Regions from separate parts of the Mus musculus genome. Here regions 2, 3, 4 and 5 are each linked to region 1. A link is a contact called in public HiChIP or PLAC-seq data. All regions are on one chromosome and are shown on one strand. The core of a region is the stretch at or near the end of the contact, and the rest is flanking DNA. Distances in the headings are between cores, read along the strand shown. Region 1 overlaps Myom1 (myomesin 1). Region 2 overlaps Dlgap1 (DLG associated protein 1). Region 3 overlaps Dlgap1 (DLG associated protein 1). Region 4 overlaps Dlgap1 (DLG associated protein 1). Region 5 overlaps Smchd1 (SMC hinge domain containing 1).

The links. HiChIP or PLAC-seq counts read pairs in DNA pulled down with a chosen protein or histone mark.
Region 2: a FOXA1 HiChIP or PLAC-seq map of pancreatic cancer cells shows a contact between it and region 1. The contact joins two enhancer-like sites. A contact is called at or near these places in 1 of 115 datasets of contacts at active chromatin or transcription factors (pancreatic cancer cells) and 1 of 9 other capture datasets (embryonic stem cells).
Region 3: a FOXA1 HiChIP or PLAC-seq map of pancreatic cancer cells shows a contact between it and region 1. The contact joins two enhancer-like sites. A contact is called at or near these places in 1 of 115 datasets of contacts at active chromatin or transcription factors (pancreatic cancer cells) and 1 of 9 other capture datasets (embryonic stem cells).
Region 4: a contact with region 1 is called in a CTCF HiChIP or PLAC-seq map of the NIH/3T3 cell line, with 5 read pairs. The contact joins two enhancer-like sites. A contact is called at or near these places in 1 of 15 datasets of contacts at CTCF or cohesin (the NIH/3T3 cell line) and 1 of 115 datasets of contacts at active chromatin or transcription factors (pancreatic cancer cells).
Region 5: a contact with region 1 is called in a FOXA1 HiChIP or PLAC-seq map of pancreatic cancer cells. The contact joins two enhancer-like sites. A contact is called at or near these places in 2 of 484 Hi-C or Micro-C datasets (both in the AML12 cell line), 1 of 115 datasets of contacts at active chromatin or transcription factors (pancreatic cancer cells) and 1 of 9 other capture datasets (pancreatic islet).

The regions. Positions count from the first base shown.
Region 1 is chr17:71,087,665-71,090,591 of GRCm38.p6, forward strand. Myom1 (myomesin 1) reads left to right here. Exons shown (of 37, transcript NM_001083934.1): 20 at 2,159-2,343. Among named protein-coding and RNA genes, the nearest start is that of Myom1, 70 kb to the left of the region's middle. Within about 2 kb of position 1,442, at least 97 of the 459 cell types and tissues checked have an H3K27ac peak or open chromatin away from gene starts, as enhancers often do. A contact at or near this core is called in the NIH/3T3 cell line and pancreatic cancer cells, where this site is marked.
Region 2 is chr17:70,706,046-70,708,972 of GRCm38.p6, forward strand. All of the region lies in intron 5 of Dlgap1 (DLG associated protein 1), which reads left to right. The region is part of intron 1 of Gm36746 (a long non-coding RNA gene); the gene reads right to left. Among named protein-coding and RNA genes, the nearest start is that of Gm36746, 10 kb to the right of the region's middle. Within about 2 kb of position 1,401, at least 57 of the 459 cell types and tissues checked have an H3K27ac peak or open chromatin away from gene starts, as enhancers often do. A contact at or near this core is called in pancreatic cancer cells, where this site is marked.
Region 3 is chr17:70,727,318-70,730,244 of GRCm38.p6, forward strand. All of the region lies in intron 6 of Dlgap1 (DLG associated protein 1), which reads left to right. Among named protein-coding and RNA genes, the nearest start is that of Gm36746, 11 kb to the left of the region's middle. Within about 2 kb of position 1,459, at least 181 of the 459 cell types and tissues checked have an H3K27ac peak or open chromatin away from gene starts, as enhancers often do. A contact at or near this core is called in pancreatic cancer cells, where this site is marked.
Region 4 is chr17:70,745,481-70,748,407 of GRCm38.p6, forward strand. All of the region lies in intron 6 of Dlgap1 (DLG associated protein 1), which reads left to right. Among named protein-coding and RNA genes, the nearest start is that of Gm36746, 29 kb to the left of the region's middle. Within about 2 kb of position 1,416, at least 199 of the 459 cell types and tissues checked have an H3K27ac peak or open chromatin away from gene starts, as enhancers often do. A contact at or near this core is called in the NIH/3T3 cell line and pancreatic cancer cells, where this site is marked.
Region 5 is chr17:71,354,375-71,357,301 of GRCm38.p6, forward strand. The region is part of intron 44 of Smchd1 (SMC hinge domain containing 1); the gene reads right to left. Among named protein-coding and RNA genes, the nearest start is that of 4930471L23Rik, 40 kb to the left of the region's middle. Within about 2 kb of position 1,372, at least 21 of the 459 cell types and tissues checked have an H3K27ac peak or open chromatin away from gene starts, as enhancers often do. A contact at or near this core is called in pancreatic cancer cells, where this site is marked.

The DNA of each region.
Region 1 (2,927 bases), core at 192-2,691:
CTACCTAAAATGTCTTACGATAACAACATGAAATGGTAGATAGCAATGTAAACTCGAAACTAAATTCCTCATGCTCCTATTTCAACTAAGACCCATAGCTGCCATTGCTCAGCCTCTGTTTGGGAGACTGGCCGAAATACACACTTTGAGCCAAGTGAGCACTTGGGAACTTTCTTCCATTTGTCTCTTAAAGGCCAATTAAGAGCATTGCAGATTTACTTCCAGAACCATTTACCACATCCTTCGACACTGCTCTCCCCTTCTCTGAAGCACACACCTACCAATACCCAAATCACTCCCTAGAGGTCAGGCAGAGATGGTGGCTTCTCCCAGTTATCTGCCCTCCCTCCTCTTCCTAGCTCTCCACTAAGTTGCCTACATTGGCTTATCATGCCTGAGTGGGCTATGAGCCTGGCTTCTCTCTACTAAGCCCTAGTATCTATATGTCCACATACCACACTCTCCCCTCAACAGTCATGGAATCTGATTAGCAAATAGTCTGCTTTGGAGGTTGTCCTTGGGGGTGGCTGGATACAAGAGGAAGAAAAGAAAGAAGTAAGCAGAAAAACTTACCCATGTTTATGCCTCATATGGTGCCATAAACCCAAACACATATAAACGTTAAATATTAACAGACTTACTAAGTCATTAAGGTCCCAACTAGTAATGGGCCCATGGTAGATGATTTAATTTTGCTATTGATTTCTGACCCATGTACACAGAACTCCTTGGTTTTATAATCAGCATATCGAACAACTGTCTGTTAGTATCGTAAGTTGTATGAACAGTTCAGATCACACAAAGGCAACCTGTGTGGGCAGCCACCCTGCCCTCTCCACCCATTCTTCTACAAATTCCTCTGTCTGAAGCCCCGAAACCGTGTTCCTGAAGAACTACCATGTTGCCCTACTCAGCAAATACCTCTCTGCTTTCCTTCCTCCAAATGTGAATACAAAGTTTGCAAAAAGAAACAGGAGTTGGTTCAAGCCTTGTTCAACACCAGCAGATCTGCAGAGGCAAACACCTGCCTTTGAGCCAGGTGTTAAAAAATCCTTTCTGCCACCGCCACACAGGTAGATCTGTTTCCAAATTCTTACAGTTCTGAAAGTTCAATGTGACTGTCTACAGACTTAGCCCCCACAAAGGAAGCATGCTGATGAAACAGTTGCAGGGTGGGCTCAGTAGAGAAGCATCCCAGAAACCTCCCTGATGTGTCCTTGACTTAGGGAGGAGCGTTGGGCAAGCAGCTGTCAGGAGCTGTTCTAAACACAGTGCTTTGCCTTCCTTCCCTTGTGAAGGTGACTAACCTAAGGTACGACTTAAATGACACATGGAGAGTCACAAGGGGAACAAGTAAGTGGCAGGGTCAGGACTTGAACTGTGGCCTTCCTCTTCTCAGAGGTGACAGAGCAGCATCTAGTCCACCTGTAGAGAAGGCTGACTGCCCCACTGGCTGCAAGGATGACCCAAGTTCATAGTCACCAAAGCCCTTCGCTGAGCAGAACATGCCGTACTATTTGATAATAATATTTAAATATACTTTCATAGAAAATATTAGGAAACAAGAACGGTACCTACTTGAAATTGCTAAACCAAAGTAAATAAGAAGGCAAATATTGAACTGCCAGTTGCATAAGGCTGAAGCCTAGCACGGCAACGTCAGTGTTTGCAGTTGGTGTCGAGTCACTGTGAGTCATGTCAGGTGATTCTGATCGGATGGCTCGACAGAAGTTGTTTATTTGAAAGAAGAAAAGAGATATGCGCTTGAATAACAGCCAGTGGTCACAAAAAGGTACACATGGTGACATCATAGTTTAGAGTGGAAAAAAATGCAGCCACGTACACACAGCACACATCGCAGGATCTTTTCTTCAGAAAGTTGTCAAGGCTCCTGAGGATGTGTGCTAGTTACCCTCAGAGTGACTGAAATAAGTGAGGATTGTGTCTACCCTAAAACAGCCTGTGCTCAAGTGGCCGTATAGCAGCCATGGACACTTGCAGTGGCTACAGTATGCCTGCTTTCAGGAGACTGATAGGTTTCTTAAAGAGAATGCCATCCTGAGGGTCAGCTCAGAGACCCTAAGGGTGACATAGGAGTGTGCTCAGAGCGAGTCTCCTCACGTACACAGACTTCTGCCGCTCTCTCTCCCTGACTCAGGACCACCACACAGCGTGAAGCTCAGTGAAGTCAGGAAGAACTCCCTGGTTCTCCAGTGGAAGCCTCCAGTCTACTCAGGCCGGACTCCAGTCACGGGTTACTTTGTGGACCTGAAGGAAGCCAGTGCCAAAGATGACCAATGGCGAGGACTTAATGAGGCAGCCATTGTGAACAAGTACCTGAGGGTGAGAGGCTGCTTGTGACTCAGAGCTTCCTCTCCCTAAGCAGGAAAACTACTAACACTAAGCTAACATAGTCAGACCCAGTTTCATATTTTAGGCTCCTGGTAAGATTCCATCCTCTTGGCAGTCATCAGTGTTGGGGTTTTTTTGTTTGTTTTTTTTTTGTCTTTTTGACTCTTGAAACATGGGTGACCTTTCACCCAAATTCTTTATGCTTGCATGAACATGGAGCGCCTACTGGACTGGGTTCACTGACCCTTGACCTTCACCTCACCCTTACTCTAGATCCCCTGAGTGAGCTCACTGAACCCGCGCCTCACTCACACGCAGGTGTTGCTTATAAGCAGCAGGTTCTCTTACTTGTGTGGGCTGTGTCTTGTGAGCCAAAGAAGACTGTTCCCCCTGCCCGGCATGGGGACAGACAGAGTGCCTGAAGCCTTTAAAGACCCAGCAGGACAAGAAATAGGATTCCATGGCATAATCAGTGTGACATGACCATAGCCACTGAGATTTTCATTACAGCATTCTCACCAATCGGTTCACACCGGTGTTGGTAATCCGAGCATGTGAAATGAGGAGTGGCTAGA
Region 2 (2,927 bases), core at 151-2,650, 380 kb before region 1:
CAAGTGATTTTTTTTTTCCCAAAGTCACAAGGATAGCAGACAATATTGGTACCTGTTGGCTCAGTATGACTCTAAAATGTAAACCCTTGACAGTCAGGAGTCGTGCCTTCTGCCATGATGCTGTTTAATAAATCAATGTGTAATATGAGCAGGGAGGGCACAGTGACCAGATGTCTGTGATCCCGGGACATGAACAGCAGATGCAGAGGATCAGGAGTTCAGGGTCAGCCTTGGTTAGACCTGGAGGCCAGGCTAGGCTACCTGAGAGCCTGTTGTTGTTAAAAAAGAAAAAAATCTAAAAGCAAGCATAGCTGTGTTCAGAACAAAATACTGACTGGGAGAAGGTTCTGTCAGTAAGATGCTGACCTCAAATTCAATTCCCAGAACCCATGTAAATATCAGGCTACAAGGGAAGGTGCCAGGAGACACCCCACACACACAAACGTGCATTCACACACCTGTGTGTACACACACATACACACACACACACACACACACACACACACACACACACACACACATGAACACACTTCTCTTTCCCACCCAGAAGTTGACTTCTTGCCTTGGGTAGGGTTGCTGTATTGATCAAGCCCTGATGCTTTCGCCCCGTGTGGACGGTACGCAACTGTTTATTACTGGACACGTTTTTACTGAACAGAAGCCTCATCCCAGCGGCTGCAGATGCAGTTCAGGAATATTCCATGCCCTTGCCTTCCCATACAGTCGGAGAAGCTTGACAGCAGAGAGGCATCCAACACCTATCACGAAGCAATCGCTGAAGAGAAGTCAGGAAAGGTTTTCTAGCCCGGGCCACTTTTGAGTTGACTGAAAAGAAGCAGGGTGCAGTAACCACACGACCACCAATATTAAAAACCAGCAGATTCAAATCTGACTTATTTCTTTTCGAAGCTTCTGGAACATTCAGAAGGCCAGGCACAGAGTGGGGAAGGAGGAACTTTAATTCCGAAGTTCCCTCCCAGGTCTGGCTTAGGGTTTAAAACTGCCTTTCAATCCTGTACTGCCAAACTTCTCCATGTGCGGAAAACTGGAAGCTCCGCCTTTCATGGATGTGATTGACGGCTCTGGCTTCCTGGGCAAAGACGTAGTAACAGCACATGGACGCCAGGGGGCAATACGGTCCCGCCGAGGACTTGGGAACCTGAAGCATTTGTGACATCTCTGTACCTAAAAGGAATCCTTTAGAGTACCACGAAGGAACAAGAGCACTCTAAATGCACTTTCACCGGAATAGCCCGTCGGCACCGGTGCTGAGCTGCCATCTCTGCATAGTTTGTTGACTTTGCTTAATGCAGCTGCCGGATCTTTTCTGCCCTCTTGCCTAGTAAGTCCTTGAGCCCCAGCCAGCCCCAGCCAGGTCGTTCAAGGTGCTACCCGAGATCAGGTCCTCTGCCTGCATACAGAGTCAGCTTCCATGCCCCTGCGGCCCAGCCACTGCAGCGTTTCAGGTCATTCCAGTCCCAGGCATCATTTTGTTTCCAGTTCGCAGCTGCCAGGTGTCTGCCCTCACTTAACCCGCAAGGATGAAAGATCAAAGGTGTGCCTGCATCTGCCTTCTGTCCCTGCGCTTTCAAATGGTACACATTCAAAAGATATAAATGCGGTATTGTGCACCCTGGAGGGAGTGGTGGGGCAAGGATCAGAGGTGGCACCGGGCACCGGTTCAGAACACGTGGCTATTAGAAAATGAGGAGAGCAATCTCTGCAGCTCCGAAGCTCTGACCTGGTGAAGCGTGTTCAACTTAAAAGACAAAGACTTTTTTTTGCGAGTGGATGGACTCCCCCTATCTCCAACTACAGACATCGGGTCCACAGAACCAGGTGGCGAGTGTGACTCAGTGGTAGACCGCCTGCCTATGGGAACTGAGCAAGCAGGAAAAATAAATGAATCTCACGGTGTTAAAGCATCCACAAGGCTAGCCCAGTGTGCTCGTGCCTGTTGGAGACAGACACTAGCAGATCTGAGTTCCTGGCCAGTCAGGACTACTTAGTGAAACCTTGCCTTTGAAAAAGAAAGAAAGGGGGAGAGGAAAGAAACAGAAGGAGGGAGGGAAGGAGGGAGGGAGGGAGGGAGGGAGGGAGGGAGGGAGGGAGGGAGGGAGGACCCACAAAGCTTGGTTAACGCTTGGAATATTGGAAAGCGGGATGCTATGAATCTGGACCCCAAGTCCCTTGGGCAATCTTTAGCCCCTTAACAGTCATTCATTGCCCACCCATGTTTGACCTTGTAACACCCTTGTGACTATTCAGGTAAATCCTTCTGGAATGTTCTAACAGGCTACACGCTTCCTCCAACCCAGAGGCTAAGAATGCCATCAGATTGCACCTAAGATCGGAGTTATCCCCCTCAGCAGTCATACCTAATAGTCTCACCAATATATTTTTTAAATGTCTTGATTTATGACTTTGTTCTGTAACTATAAAAACTTCATCAAGCTGGGCAGTGGTAGCACATGCCTTTAACCCCAGCACTTGGGAGGCAGAGGCAGGTGGATTTCTGAGTTTGAGGCCAGCCTGGTCTACAGAGTGAGTTCCAGGACAGCCAGGGCTACACAGAGAAACCCTATCTCGAAAAATAAGAAAAAAAACAAAAACAACTTCATCAAACTGTTAGCACATTGGAGAGAGGCATCTACCATGGCCATTCATAGCTGGCTCCAGAATAAACTCTCATTCCCTTTGAGGTGAGAGCTGTGTTTTTGTGTCAAGGCTCTGGATTCCACGCCCTACACAGTTGTGTGTGTGTGTGTGTGTGTGTGTGTGTGTGTGTACAGATGTATTTGTACAAGTGTGTCTGTGTGTATGCACATGTGTTTGTGTATGTGTACTGATGTGTGTGTGTGCCTGTGTGTATATATGCATGTGTGTGTTTGTGTGTGTGGATGGATATGTATATTTGTATGTGTGGA
Region 3 (2,927 bases), core at 209-2,708, 360 kb before region 1:
AACCCTAGTTCCAGGGATCCAATACTTTCTTCTGGCAACTGTGGACATCAGGTACATACATGGCATATGACATACTGGCAAAACATTCATATACATAAAATATAAATAGATAAACCATAAAAGAATAAAATCACAGAAATGAGAAAATGTCCCAGAAGAAAAGTATGGCCTCTCCTAGTCAATAAACTAAGCCTGCTTCTAATGGACAAGCAAGATGGAGACTTTTCCTAGGGATATCTAACAAAAGAATAAAAATATTCTTTTGGGTCAGGGGTCTTATGTTACCCAGGCTGGCCATGAACTAGCTATGTAGCTGAGGGTACTTTGAACTCTTTCATCTCCTACCTCTGCTTCCAGGGCTGTGGTTACAAATATGCACCACCATACTTTGTTTTGCGGGTGCTAGTGATTGGACCCAGGGCTTCAGGCATGTCAGACAAGCATTATACCAACTGAGCTACATCTCTAGCCTCCAGCTTCTGCATTGTATATTACTAGAAAGTTAGGAAGAAGTGTGAAGTGAGACAGCTCTGTAAAGGCACTTGATCCAAAGCCTGCTGACCTGAGGTCAATACCCCACATCTACACTGTAGAAGGAGAGCCAAGTATAGATTGTTCTTTGACACACACATACGTGCATATACTCTAGACATACATACATAGTGTTTTTATTATCAAGAAGTAAAACTCCTTGATTAGCCTTTTCCTCATTAACTGCCCTGAAAATATCCATAAATGCAGAATTTGAAACACACAACAGTAAAGGGCAGAGTTTCCTCCCCCTCCCCACTCTTGTGCATTAGATAATCAGGAACATCTCAAGGTCCATTTTATTCTTGGGAAAATGTCAGCAACATTAGTGAGACAGATGAACTCATTTAAAGTAGACAAAAGAATAGCTGAAAAAGGGGGGCTGGTGAGATGGCTCAGTGGGTAAGAGCACCCGACTGCTCTTCCGAAGGTCTGGAGTTCAAATACCAGCAACCACATGGTGGCTCACAACCATCTGTAACAAGATCTGACGCCCTCTTCTGGAGTGTCTGAAGACAGCTACAGTGTACTTACATATAATAAATAAATAAATAAATCTTTAAAAAAAAAAAAGAATAGCTGAAAAAAGACACACGGAGCCAAGCGCTCTGTAATGTTAGTATTCAAAGACGAATAAGATGTGGGTTCTACCATGAGTTGTGACAGGAGGAAATCTGAGGCAGGAGGATGGAGTTCAAGGCCAGCCTGGACTAAATGGTCAAACTTAGTCTCAAAAACATAAACAGAAATAAAAGATTATGCGGTTTCCGGTATGTTCTCCTAAGAAGACAGCTTCAAAGGACTGAGAAAGGACAGGGATCATGTGCATAATCCAGGAAGAGAATCTTTCCAGGAGGGGCAAGAGACACAGTAAAGAAAGGGATGGTAGCCAGGCATGGTGGCACATGCCTTTAACTCCAGTGCTCAGGAGACAAAAGCAGGCAGATTTCTGTGAGCTGCAGGCCAGTCAGGGCTTCACAGTAAAGCCCTGTCTCATAAATGGGGAAAGAAAAAGTAAAGAAAGAGAGAGGATGTGACTCAGCAGTTGGGTGGTTGCCCAGCATGGGTGAGGCCCTAGGTCTTGACTCATGCAACACACACACACACACACACACACACACACACACACACACACACACACACACCCCTACCCCTGCAAGGAGAAAGACCGGCAAATGCCAGATTAGGAAGCAGGAAATCCAGTAGTCCCCATTTATCTGTGGGGTTTTATTCTCTTTACTTTCACTTACCCGGTCAACCACAGGGTAGAACGACTGCCCGCAAAATTCCAGAAATAAACAAGTCATGAGCTGTAGGGTGAGCATTACTCTGAGCAACATAGTATCTTCCCCTGTCCCCACCTGGGCATGAGTCATCCTGTGCCCAGCATGCCCGCACCAGTTTGTAGGGTCATTAGCTACTTAGTAGCCCCTTAATTACTCACTTAGCAGCTCTCTTGGTTGTCAGATTGACTGCTATGGTACCACAGTGCTGCTGTTTTAAGAAATTCTTCTTTTACTCAGTAATGGTTCCAAAACGCAAGAGTAGTAATGGAATGGAGGCAGCGGGACTTAAGACACGGAAGGACAAGTTAGTCCTGGGTCTGCATAAAGATGTTACAAGTCTCCTCATCATCACCATCACCACCACCACCATCACCATCATCATCATCATCATCATCATCATCCAGAGGGCTCTATGTAAATGGAGGTTTCAAGCACATACTGAGGTTCTAAAAATATGTCCCTGGTGGCTAAAGAGATGAACTGAATAGACAGTAAAATAAATATAAAGACTGTTGATAGATAGTAGGTAGATAAATGGTGAGAAAGGATAGTTATATGATAGACAGACAGATACATAAATAGGCACAGTCCTTCAGTATTACAAAGTATGAATAGTAATGAACCCTGTTATGGTTTGTATATGCTTGGCCCCTGGGAGTGGCACTATGAGAGGGTGTAGCCCTTTCGGAGTAGGTGTATCACTGTGGGTGTGGATTTTAAGACCCTCATCCTAGCTGTTTGAAAGTGAGTATTCTGTTAGCAGCCTTCAGAAGAAGATGTAGAACTCTCAGCTCCTCCTGTACCATGCCTGCCTGGATGCTGTCATGTTCCCACCTTAGTGATAATGGACTGAACCTCTGAACCTGCAAGCCAACACCAATAAAATGTTGAACATATAAGAGTTCCCTTGGTCATGGTGTCTGTTGATCACAGCAGTAAAACCCTAATTAAGACAGACCCATAGACTCATGCATTATATGCTTAGCCCATAAGGCATGGCACTATTAGGAGGTATGGCCTTATTGGAGTAAGTGTGACCTTGTTGGAGGAAGTGTGTCACTATGGGGGCCAACTTTGAGGTCTCATATGCTCAAAGTATGCCCAGTGTGG
Region 4 (2,927 bases), core at 166-2,665, 340 kb before region 1:
GGGGTGTGACCTAGAGCCAGATGGATGGTAACAGGAATTTTGCAAGGCCCAGGCTATGAAGATGTCATAATACCAGGCAGTTAGCTGTCATCTCAGGCCATGCTGGTCCCAGCTGGTTTGGAGCGGTCTTGAGTTTACTGTTATGTTTCCACATGCATCCTGCTGTGAGACAGCTCTCGGCAGCCACGCCTGTCCTAGACATCAGTTGAGTGATAGAGTCTTTCATCCCTGTCCAAGAGTAAGAAAATGAGTGCTGAAAATCAACTTTCCAATCTTTGGGGGTCAGGAGGTTACAGCCGAGTGAGTGAGAGCAAGAACAAGCTAACAGAGAAGCATCCATGTCTGTCCTGGGGGTGCCTAAAGGTTTGTTTCTCAGGAAACTTGGGTACTGCCTCCTGGACCACTCAACTCCTGTTGAGGTGGCCTTCCTTCTCCCCTACTGTGTCCATGGCAGTTGACAAATGTCATGGCTTTGGAAGGCATGTCATTTAGCACGTAGTAGTCACTCCGGCTGCATATCAGATCCAACCAGCTTTGACCAGTTCACCAGAAGAGGGACTTCAGGCATAAAGACATCCTCTCCACAGAGAAAACCAAGATGAGGGTGGAACAGAGAATGAACCAGTCACATAGGCCACACACAAGGCAACACATCTGCCAACAGAATGCCCTCTTGCAGACTTAAATTCAGGAGGGGCTAGAGAGATGGCTCAGCAGTTAGGAGCACCGACTGCTCTTCCAGAGGTCCTGAGTTCAATTCCCAGCAACCATGTAGTGGCTCACAGGCCATCTGTAATAAGATCTGATGCCCTCTTCTGGTGTGTCTGCTACACACAGCTGAAGTGTACCCACATACAATAAATAAATAAATAAATAAATAAATAAATCTTTAAAAAAATTCAGGAGGAACTGGGAAGATAACAGAATATGGTGACTACCCTGTCAAACCAGAAGAGTAGAGCCCCTGCTTCACAGAGGAGAGCCATTTGGAAGGTCAGTGCAGATGTCATCCAGCAGGTGGTGACAGCCACACTGGTACCTGGACCAAGACAGAGAAGAGTCCCATCAGTAGGAATCCCAAGGCAAAGTGAGGAAACTTGAGTGCTTTGAATAAACTAAAGTATGATTGGTCAGGAAAGGGGGATCTTGGGGCCTTAAGGCTAGCAGAATGGGGAAGGGGCGGGGTCCTCAGCCCCAGCCAGGATACCTGCCTCAGGGGACATTTGTAAGCCAGGGAGGGTGACAGGCTGTGGCTCCAAGTACGTACAGCACTTTGAACGCAGGGAAAAATTGATCATCCAGGATGCCCAATTAGAAAATACTTTTGACAAACAAAAGCATTTGGCCTGTCCCCTACTTTGTACGCAGGTCCGGACAAACACGCTTCATGCAACGATGCCGTTCCTAACCACAGGGCATGCTAGTGTTTCTATTTAAACACTTTCTAAACAGTGAAACTGCATGACTCACTCGGCTGATCCCATGACTCATTAATAAATCACAACCTGGAGGTGTAGAAACCTAAGGTAGGAAGTGGCTGTGACACTCCAGAGAGGAATTAATAAATAGAAAGATTCAGAGACCCAGGATGGAGCAAACAGGACATAGAGCGAATGCAGAATGAGCTAAGAGACAGGAGGAGGATCAGAAAGATCATGGCCAGAATTCAGGCTTGAACCATGGGTTCTCAAAAGTCAGGGATTTGGGGCTAGACAAGGTGTATAAAGATAGAGTGGTTTGGTTTGGTTTGGTTTGGTTTGGTTTGGTTTGGTTTGTCTTGTTTTGGTTTTTAAATCCCACCTCTCCTTTTTTTTTTTTTTTTTTTTTTTGTAAACCCAAATGTATTCTGTAATTTAAGGTGTATCCAAAAAACAGCATTGTATAATTACAAGACTTTTCAAGCTTTTATTAAGGCAAGAAACAAAATGATGGAGCTGACCAAGAACTCAGTGTACCAGTGCAGGTTTGAGGACTACTCAAAACAAACAACGTCTACTAAAGACTTAGCTGGGCTTTGCTGTGGTGGAATCAGGTTTTTCAAGACGGAGAATATGTGTGTTAGGTAGAGCATGGTCTATTTATCAATCCTGTTGACAGAAGTTTCTGCATTGGGCTAACATGAAATTTAGAGTTCACAATTACTAGTCTGGGACTCTTCCAGGCATTTCTTAGGGAAACTAAAAGATAGAAACGCCATGAAGTTTATTCTGCACGCACTCTCTCGCAGAGAGGCTCAAAGGATATCTTTCCTGTCTCTTTGCGCAGCCTCCCCAGCCCCTCCCCAGTCCCAGGCTTCCTCCTCCCAAATCTTTTCTTTTGCAAAGCCTAGGCGTCTTGTTGCTAATGGGAGATTTTGAACAATGGGTGTTTCTGAGCCGGTTTATGGAGGCGGTCTTGTCTGTGTCCTGGGGGGAGATTGTAAATGAGATGTCAACGGGGCTCCTTTGTGCGGACCGCATTCATCCCTCCCGGGAGGAATTCCCTTACAGAGCTGGGATTTAAAGTCGATTTCTTGCTCTTCCTAACTTTTTATCCAACAGCCAGAGCGAGCGTAGGGCAACAAATGAATCACTGCGGGCTCTGGTATCTAACTTCCTGGTTTAGCAAGGAGGCAATGACTCGGCTATTTACATGTAGAAGGAAAGGCTCCTACTTAAAACTTTCTGGGATTATTCTCAGCAGCTGAGCCTCTTTACCTGACGGTTAGGAAAGCTGGTTAACCCCTATCGAGGGAGCCTAGCTCCTAGCTGTTTTTCCCACCCCCTTTTCCTTGATTGGTTCGCTTCTCCTTTTAAATCCAAGGAAAGAAAGAAACCACAATTTCGAGCTGCCTCAAACCATCGTCTCCCCTTTCCCCTTCCGGTTTCTCGGTGGAGGACCGCAATTCTATAGCTATAATTACAGCCTGCAAAGCTCGGCCTAACTCC
Region 5 (2,927 bases), core at 122-2,621, 270 kb after region 1:
CTGCCAGGGGCGGGGGCTGTGGAAACAGGTGGGTCAATGGGCTTGCTAACCAGCCAGCCTCCTAACCCCACACCAACCCACTCCACCCGGACCAACGCGCAGGCTCCAGTGTCAGTGAGACCCTGGCTTAAGGAAAGGTTACAGCTAGTGCAGCACTTCATCTGATATCCTCCTCCGGCCTGTACACACACGCACACGCACACACACACACACACACTCACACTCACCACCCTCAAGTGTGATCGAAGAGCATTATAATTCAGCACATTACAAACATCTAATCCAATCTAACGTTAAAGCTTAAATAGTATCTGAATTATATGAAATATTTACATAGACTATATATAATTTATAGAAATAAAATTACATCTTAAAAAAGTATAATGCCAGAGGAACATCACAGATGCTCTTCCAGAAAACTGGCACTTTTATTTATTTTTGGTGTTAAATCTGCCATTGAAAAGACCCTTAAAGTACAACAATATGAGTGGTCACTTTACTGTTTGATGTGCAATGTCACCATGAGATTAAACTCTCTGAGCCAGCTAGCTGTAGGCTAGGTCTACAGGCGTGGGCTAATTGAAAAAAATTGAATTGAAAAAAAAATACAGTAAATTTAGTGAGCCAAATTTTTTTGTTTGTTATTTCAAGACAGAGTTTCTCTGTGTAGTCCTGGCTGTCCTAGAACTGGCTCTGAAGACTAAACTGGCCTCAAACTCAGAGATCTGTCTGCCTCTGCTGAGATTAAAGGCATATGCCACCACTGCCTGGTAGTGAGCTAAAAGTCTGCAAATTTCAAATTACTTGGTTTGGTAAGAGAAATGATTATGCATTCTTGGTTTTGATTTGGACTTATATGCTTTCTAAAGGTGAACACAAGGTAAAACTGGGGGCAGGAGCTACATAGATGGCCCAGTGAGCAGGCTGAGCTGGGGGTGGGGTGGTGGTAGAGGTAGCACTTGCCTTTAATTAACCCAGCCCTTGGGAAGCAGAGACCAGCCTGGTATATAGAAAGAATGCCAGGGTAATAACCAGGGCTACACAGAGAAACCTTGTCTTGAAAAACAACACAAAACAAAACAAAAACATAAAAAAACCTAGAAACCCTAAGACAAAGGCCTACAAACACAAAAGAATGTAAGTTATTAAACAATTAAAGATACTCCAGTGGTAAACTGCCCTCTTGTAAAGATGCTAAATGCTGGTGAGCCTAGCTGCCTGCAAAGGCACCAACAAACAGTAAACAGAACTTTGTTCTTTCAAAATCATTATGCTCTTGACCCCATAACTTCCACTGTTCTCAACCAGTGGGTTGGCAATCCCTCGGGAGGCTCACATATCAGGTATCGTGCATGTCAGATGTTTACATTATGATTCATAACAGAAGTAAACTTACAGTTATGCAGTAACAATGAAATAACCTTATGGTGGGGGGTGGCCATCATGACATGAGGAATGTTAGTAAAGGTTGCAGCTTTAAAGGCTGAGAAGCACTGGTATAACATCATGTGGCCTTTAAATACGAGACAGGATTTTCCCTTTCACAGTCCACCCTAGGCTGGCCGAGAGCTCAGTATATTGTGCATGTTAGCCTTGTACTCACACTCCTGTCTAAAGGAAATACGGGGACAGAGTGTGGAGCAGAGACAGAAGGAAAGGCCATCCAGAGACTGCCCCACCTGGGGATCCATCCCATATACAGACACCAAACCCAGACACTACTGTGGATGCCAAGAAGTGCTTGCTGACAGGAGCCTCAACTGTCTCCAGAGAGGCTTTGCCAAAGCCTGACAAATACAGAGGTGGGTGCTTGCAGTCAACCATTGGACTGAGCACGGTGTCCCCAGTGGAGCATTAGGGAAAGGACTGAAGGAGCTGAAGGGGTTTGCAACCTCATAGAAAGAACAACAATAATCCACCAACTAGAGCCCCCAGAGCTCCCAGGGACTAAAACACCAACCAAGGAGTACTCATGGAGGGACCCATGGCTCCAGCTGTATATGTAGCAGAAGCTGGACTTATCTGGCATCAGTGGGAGGAGAGATCCTTGGTCCTGTGAAGGCTCGATACACCAGTGTAGGGGAATGCCAGGGCGGGGAGGCAGGAGTGGGTGGGTGGGTGGGGGAACACCCTCACAGAAGCAGGGGGAGGGGGAATGGGATAGGGGAATAACATTTGAAATGTAAATAAATACAATATCAAAAAAAATGGTAAAGTTGAAATAGAAATTTAAAAAATAAAATAAAATGAGACTGTGAACCACTACACCCAGCTTAGAGATGGTATTTTTACAGAAACGATCAGGCTGAGGTTGTTCAGTCTCTAATCCAGTGTCACTGCTGTCCTCAGAAAGGGGAAAGGCAGACATGATGACACATACATTAAAAGAGACATGAGGAAGATAGCCAATTACAAGGAAAGGCGAGAGGCTCTGAAACAGACTCTTCCTTCACTCATGGCTCCTAGAAGAAATCACCTCTGCCAATCACTCTGACCATGAACTTCCAACCCAACAGATATGAGATAAAAAATTTCAATTATACATGCAAGTTAGAGCTTTTCCAATATGAGACTGTCCCTTTTCAGTTTTAGATACTACACTCATTTCATTTTAATTTGTTTCAAATTAATGGTAAGTTTTGCATTGGTTTTAACAAGGTCAGTCATTTGTTTATATATCATCCAATGAAATGATTTTTTTTTTCCCTTTTGAGATAGTCTTGTTAAGTAACTCAGGCTGGCCTCAAATTCCAGATCTCTTCCCATCTCACAAGTATTCCTGGCTAATGGAATTTTATACACACCACATGCACACACGGCTCTGCTATATTAAAAATGTTTTAATTCTAGAATTAGAGCTACAGATTTTAAAAGAAATAAAGGACATATGATAGCTCGATTTCTAATTTTCTGAGTAAGTTTCAAAC